2 separate regions of the Rattus norvegicus genome follow, and region 1 is linked to region 2. The links are chromatin contacts, called in public Hi-C maps. All regions are on one chromosome and are shown on one strand. Each heading gives the region's core, a stretch centred on a gene start, on an enhancer-like site or on the middle of the called end of the contact. The rest is flanking DNA. Distances are from core to core; before and after follow the strand shown. Region 1 has its middle 85 kb from the start of Mir802. Region 2 has its middle 13 kb from the start of Runx1.

Region 1 (3,818 bases), core at 310-2,809, 590 kb before region 2:
ATATGTGCCACCTAACACCTGTACCAGCCATCATGACGCTCTGTTACATATTAACTCATGTGCTATGGGCACTGATTCCCCCAGTGACCATGCGTAGTCCTACTGTGTATCAGAGGGCAAGGGCTACATTAGACCTACTTCTTCCCCGGAATACGGGACAGGATGCAGGTGAAGGGCCATCTCTGAAGGTGGGCGTAGAGTGAATGGTTAACCCAATGGATGGATTGTCTCTCAGCCATTCTGAGAAGGAGTGGGCCACATCCCCAGCAAACTGGAGTTTTTCACCCTCTCCTGCTTCCTGCAGTCTTTAGAACTCTGTCTCCCCCTCACCTTTGCCGCTGTCAGTACTGTTGTTGGCCTTGTTACTGCAGCCATTCTGCACTGCCCTGGTGGCATGGGTCTAAACCAGCTGGGGTGAGACAGCCCATTTACAAACAGCCTCTGAATGTGCTGGCTCTCCATTTTTGTGTTGGCTTTCTGCGGTTTGGTAAAAGGACCGATGAGTGTTATTGTCTGTTTGGAGAATGCCCTTTGAGAACAGGGACAGCTAATGGCTGCTTCCCACTGAGTCCTAGAGATGGTGCCAAGCGCCCTGTGGGCACACAGAAAGTATTAATTGGTGTTGATTTCCTGACTTATTATTTGAATATGTTAAATGGCCCTTGAGAGGCTTCCAAAGAGTTAATCTGCTACCTCGGTACATGGCTTACAATGGGAGTGCTTGACTCCGGAGTATTCTGTGGCGCTTTATGACGCGTGTTCGCTTTGTAAGCTTGATGGATATACACAGGAAGATGTGGGATAACTTTTGGTTACAAAAAAAATTCAGAAAATACTTCTTGTTTTATGCTACTTGAATACCAACTCGCACACAGCAGGCCTGTGTTGGTTCCACGGGGCTTTGATAAATTAATGTCATCTCATCACTACTACCACCAATAGGGGCTTATACGGCCCAAATACCTTCAGATTAATCACTCTTTCTCCCTCTCACTTCTGGAGCACTTCAGTGTACAGAGGATTATTTTATATTGGGGACTTAAGTTACTGGGAAATATTTTTTCTTTTTCAAAACCCAAACGCGGGAACTCTCAGTCATTCATTTTAAAAGAGGGAGCAGTTTAGACATTTCCTTGCCGCAAACTCCTAGGAGATGCCAGAATACACAAGGCAGATTAATACAGTGGTACAAAAGAGACTCTCTTGTCATCTCTGCTGCAGCACAAGGTTTTCACTCCAGCTCTGTGGACTTCCGGGAGCAGGAGGAAGGGCTCTCCTGGGCCTCTTAGGAAGTTGTCAGGCAATTATCAGTGAGGTCAGATCAAATTTGGGCCAAGCGTGTACTATCATTAAGAGGCAGGCACAATGTAAGTCCACATTCGTCTCCAGAACTTTATAGTTTGAAATGGAAGGGTTTCAGCTTTGGGGAGGTCAAGTGTGACTCAGGCCACCTATTGCGCCATGTCCTGTATTAGTTTGTTTTCTGGTGCTGTGATACTTGACAGATGCAACTCAAGAGGTTGTGGGTCACAGTCTGAGGTGATACAGTCCACAGTGGCAGGCAGCTGTGGCAGGAATGTGAAGCAGATGGCCATTCTGGGTCTTCAGTCAGCAGGTAGGAAGAAGACAGGTAGTGGGCGGGACCATAAGAAGTCAAGGCCAGTCTCCTGTGCCCATTTCCTTCAGTGAATCTCCCCATTAAGTTTCCACAGCCTTCCCCAACAGTGCCACTCTAGGGAATGGAGTGTCCAAGTGCAGGAATCTATGGGAAACACTTCACATTCAAACTATGGCATAGCCCATCAGGGCTTTCAACACAATCACAGTTATTTCTCTTTGGTCAGTCATGTGTCAGTGTCCCTAATGGTGGGATATCTATGATAAATAGCTATGTGTTCCTTTGGAACAGACTTTTGTCCCCAAATGAATTAGCACACAAATGTCAATTTCCAGTAACGTGTTGACCTCAGCATTGACACAAAGGCTTATAGCTGTGAGCAGTTAAGGTCTCAAATGTCCACACCACCAACAGAACAGCAAGGCTGAGTTGAATCACAGAGCCCCAGCACATTTTAGAAAATGCCACGTAATTTTGTCCTATGAACGAGTTTGTGTTTTGTGGTCACGATTGGCTCGAGCCTTTGGAAACTCTATTCAGAACAGCCAGACTCCATTGTTGTCTTGGAATGTGTCTTCAGCCACATTAATTTTTAATTTCTGCTTCAGTAATATTAAGCTAGTAAAGATTTGGAAAACAATACTTTAACAGAGAGGAATCTGCTCATTCTTTGCACCTTTTCTATAAATACATGCAGTTTACTCAGTGTGGACACGAGTTTTTCCTTTAATTTAAAATTTTGTGTTTTAATGTGTGTTTTGCATTTGTTGTTACTTTCTGCTGGTTAGAACAATTTCTCCTGAAGCCAGATTTAACACAGTGCTCTACCATTCTCTGGGAAAGGGGGACCAAAGTGCCAAGAAAACAATGGAAATGGGTCAGCTTAGACATAGAAGTAGATGACTAGATTATATATTAAGAGAATTATCATTGAGCATAGAGACAAAAGATGAATGTCATTAGGGGGTAGGATGTAAGGAATGCGTGCAGGGAGAGTTTTCATCTGAAGAACAAGCATTGATGATGCTAGAAAACCCACAACATCACCCACTGGATCTCTGAAGGATTAGGGGCTTGGGTGTTGTTCCTTTGAACTCTGACACAGGAAGTATTTCACTTTGAGAAGCAGACCAATTTTCCCTAGCATTCACCCTCTCTGTCTGCAAAGGTCTGGCGCAAAGCTTCTTTAGCAAGATGTTAGGTATTACTCCTGCCAAAGTCTTCTCCATTTGCTCCAAGCATTGACTTGTTAGTTGCTTTGGTGGGGGCCAAGCAGGAAGTGGTGTAAGACATAGCTCAATTCCGAAGGAGAAATGGCACAGGTTTCTAGGTCTACGGTACCTCCCTATGTTGTCGGTTCTCCATGTGCAACTGGCTTCTGAAGTTTGCAGATACCTTGCTGCTGTGCGTGCTTTAGTGACATAGCCCAAAACAACAACAACAACAACAAAAACAAACAAACAAAGAAACAAACAAACAAACCCACTTATGGCCAGATGACATCTAGGTTAAGCCCTTTAAGGAAACTAGCTATCGCCAGTTCCTCATTTATTACATGGAACAAAGAGAGTGGGATGCCGGGAGAAGCTGTGCTTCCATTCCACCATCTTGTGTGAGCCATGGTAGTGCCAACGTGGAGCTGGTTGGCTAGGTCAGCTCCAGGGCGTTTTATGGCTCTGATATCCTGACAGCCATCTTGAAAAGCATTAGGAGTGTGGGGTGGTTAGAGTTGTGTATCTATGGAAACAACAGGAAGATTGTCACCTGTTCATGGTGAATCTCACCTGTGATGGGGGGAAGGGGGTGCTCTCTGAAGATTCCCCATCGCACACCCACCTCACTTCAGACGACTGTCTCCACTGTGAGGTCATACATTTTACTTTCGTAGATGAGGTCAGAGATACTTTGAAAATTAAAATTTTTCTTGGATTTAGGAGCCGATACAATTTGCAACAAAATTGCCCTGGTGCAGCTAAAATGGACTGAGGAGACTGTGGACTTGTGAGAAACTTTGGAGTGCACAGGATGGATGAAGAGGAGTTATGGGGACAGTTCTGCCCATTTTTATTTTCTTCGCAAAATGAAGATTTCTTCTGAAAACTCAGGAGCAGCTGCTTCCTCCCCGAAGCTGAGCAATATTCCCCAAAAGCCTTTGTTTGCCCTAATATTCCATAATGTTAGGCTTTTACAGTCAATAAGC
Region 2 (3,431 bases), core at 111-2,610:
ACCTACCTACCCTGAAAGGGAAAAAAAAAGTGCAAAATTCTTCGAATGTTATTTTTGGGCCTCGCCGTTTTTAATCACTTTGGGCCCATGTCTGTGGGCTGCTTTTGCTTTGCCTGTAAATGTGAGCCAAGCACCAGCTACCAGATAATATCTGCTCTCAGAGATGCCTGTCCCCTTAGTCATCATCCCCTTTCCCTCCAAGAAGCTAAACTCCGGAGGATTCCTGCTGTGCTCCCTGAGGAAGGTAGTAAATTTTGCTTTGTGTTTTAAGAGGGAGATTCAGCCTTGTTCTAGGCAAACCTGAAGCAATCCTTATTCTTTTTTAAAGTTTAATTCGACTTAACCATTTTGCTTGAGAGAGAGAGAGAGAGAGACAGACAGACAGATGGACAGAGGGACAGAGGGACAGAGGGACGGTTGGGTTTTATGAGAACTGTCCTCAGACATGTTCACTGGCTTTGGGGCAGGATGTGTGATCCACAAAAGTGTGGATCCTTTCCTGCACCTTAAGTGCATGTTACTAATTCAATATGTAAGCAAGCGACTGGTTGGTACAGACTTTGGTGATTTTAGGACATTTTAAGTGGAAATGTCTATGCATAGACATATTAGATATGAGAAAATGTCACTTCCACCCTCGCTGCCCTCTTCAGCCACGTTATGTGTTTCATAGATGTGAAATTAAAGTGTGTAGAGTGTGACAAGTCTCTGGCCCCACAAGCAAACAGGATGGAGGTGACTTTCCCTGCTATTTCCCATCAAACTCTGTTTGCAGACGGGACAGATGGCTCAGTGGTTAGCCGTGTTGGCTGCTCCTGCCAAGGACTCATCCCAGCACCCAGGACAGGCAGCTCACCACCACCTGTGACTCCAGTTCCAGGGGACCCAGGACCCTCTTCTAACCTCTGGGGGTGCTGCACGCATGTGCATGTGCTCCCACACAGACATAGCCTCATACATATAAAATAAGAATTAAAAATTAAAACCCTTTTGTCATGATACTTCCCCCTCCCCCTCTTCCCTCCCCCTCCATACCCCCTCCCTCCCCATGCCCCTCCCCCTCATCTCACCCTCCCCTCCCAATCTCCTCCACCTCTTACCTCTCCCTCTTCCCTCCTCCTCTCCCTCCTCCCTCCCTTTCTTCTCTCTCCCCCTCATCCCTTCCCTCCCCCTCTCTCCTCCCCTCTCCCCTCCCCTTACCCTCCCCCCCCTCTCCCCTTCCCTTCTTCCCCCCTTCTTCTCCCCCTCTCCCACCAACTCTCCTGCCACACGGCTTTCACCACACACATATGCTGCACTGAACTGAAGGATAAAGGCTGTTGGCTGGCATGGCTAACAAAGAGGCCATTTGAAAAACTCTTTATGCTCTATTTCCAGACAAACACACTGTTGGAATTCCTACTTGAGAGAGAGCACCAGCAATTTAAAGATCAGGGCCTATGAGAAACATTCGGGCCTAGCCAGTATTTATCAGTGCAGCCCATGGGCACTGGAGAGATGGCTCAGTGGTTAAGAGCACTGGCTGCTCTCACAGAGGACCTAGGTTTGGTTAGTACACACATGTCAGCTCTCAACCATTCATAACTCCAGTCCCAGGGATTCAACTTCCTTCGACCTCTGTGGGCCCTGCACGAATATGGTGCCCAGACATACATGCAGACAAAACACCCATACATATAATTTATTTTTCAAAATAATAATCCAGCCCACAAACCTTGTAGGGATGTAGCTTAATCCTTCCTGTGATATCGTTTCCGAGTGCTGAGGAGCCAAAGTTGTCTCACGGCTGAGCTATCATAGCTAGCAGGTATGAACTGACAGTGTAGAACACAGGAAATTAGCTCAAGGGGGCTAGCCTGGGTTGCAGATGCATGAGTTTGCTGACAGAAAGAGCAAGCCTCCTGCCTCAGTCGCTGCAGCCCTGCATGTGGATTCTTCTGCTTTTCACTCAACCACGTGGTGCTGTAAAGAAGACTCGAAGTTCACCACTCAGGAGGCTAGAGCGGAACAACCATGGGGCGGGGGGGCTAGCCAGGGCTACAGGGTAGGAGAGTTTCAGACAAGTATTAAATATAATAAAACAAGGTAAACTGTGTGCTCAGAGGGAAAACCTAAGTCAAGGCAGAGACCTGCATGCTTCACGTACAGCAGGGGAGAAACACACCCGTGGGACTGCAGGAGGAAAATGTTGAAGCTGTAGTCAGTGTTGACGGTGTGTTCGGTAGCCTCTCTAGTCTTGCTCCAACCAGTATAGTTGTCACTGGTTACAAGCAGCTACTGAGTAATAGCAGCCAGACAAAAAAGGCTGAGACGTGCTGTAGGCGTATGACACGCATAGGCCTCTTAAAATATGACTTAAAAAAGAAAGATAGAAAATATCTAATTTTGTATTGACAACAGGTTTAAATAATGGTTAGATAAACCATGATGAGCGTTTCTGTTGGGCTGGTGAGATGGGTGGCAGATAAAGGTGTTTGCTGCCAAATCCTGGCAACTTGAATGTGAGCTCAGGCCCCATGCGTCGGAAGCGGAGAAGCAAAAACAAGTCCCAGGAGTTGTTCCCTGACCTTCTCCACGCAAGCTGCAGCGCGCATGCGCACACAAGACACCAATGAATCGATGCTAATTAACTAACGGGTTACTTAGTTATTGCCACCTGCTTGTTTACTAAAGTAGAAAACACGGCTGTTGGGAAGGTCTGGGTCACATGCATGCGTTGCGTTGTTTCTGCAGAATGAGAGAGAGGTGATTCCCGGCCGGTTTATCTATGGCGGTTATGGGCACCATGGCACGTGCCTGCCAGGCTCCGTGGCCCTAGAGGATCGGCTGTGTCCTGGCCACATCTTAGTTCCAATAGGGAGGGGAAAGGCTGCTTCTGTGCACATTCCGGTTTCCCTTCTGGAACATGTATCCAGTGAGCTTGAGGCCACGTGAGAGATCCTAAAAGAATGTCTAAAGGAATGAGGAGAGGAGGGCAGTGAGTGGGAAGAGGAGAGGGGAGAGAGGAGAGAGGGAGGGAGGAGCTAGAGTCTCACTGTGCAGCCCTATCTACCCTAGAACATATAGACCAGGCTGGCCTCGGCTTCTGCCTTCCCAATGCTGAGATTAAAGGTGGGTACCACCTCACCCGGCAAGAGAAAGCTAGATAAAAGTACTAGCCACACCTCCTGCCCTGGTCTTAATTCGGTCTCCTTCCAAAGGTCTCAAGCTTTACTGTCTCACAGGGGATTGGGGCCCTGACAGAGGGCTTTCCCAGCATAAGCCAAATGTTCAGCCCATTAACAACGGTTTAAAGAGCCCTTCTGCGATGACTGACTTGCTATGAATTCATATTTTATAATGTTATCTACAAAGAGCCTTTCAGTAGTCTGTCTAAAAGGTTATGCTGGACACAGGTTTGGTGGGAGACCCAAGAGCTTCCAGAGACCTTG

Evidence for each region. Hi-C and Micro-C count contacts between places; a contact is called where the count stands out from the background.
Region 1: a Hi-C map of Schwann cells shows a contact between it and region 2, with 16 times the contacts expected there. The contact joins two enhancer-like sites. A contact is called at or near these places in 12 of 12 Hi-C or Micro-C datasets (the A7r5 cell line, the Rat2 cell line, Schwann cells and 7 more).

The regions. Positions count from the first base shown.
Region 1 is chr11:46,025,867-46,029,684 of GRCr8, reverse strand. No RefSeq gene overlaps it. Among named protein-coding and RNA genes, the nearest start is that of Mir802, 85 kb to the left of the region's middle. Within about 2 kb of position 1,559, at least 2 of the 93 cell types and tissues checked have an H3K27ac peak or open chromatin away from gene starts, as enhancers often do. A contact at or near this core is called in Schwann cells, where this site is marked.
Region 2 is chr11:45,432,445-45,435,875 of GRCr8, reverse strand. It overlaps a transcript of Runx1 not described here. Among named protein-coding and RNA genes, the nearest start is that of Runx1, 13 kb to the right of the region's middle. Within about 2 kb of position 1,360, at least 6 of the 93 cell types and tissues checked have an H3K27ac peak or open chromatin away from gene starts, as enhancers often do. A contact at or near this core is called in Schwann cells, where this site is marked.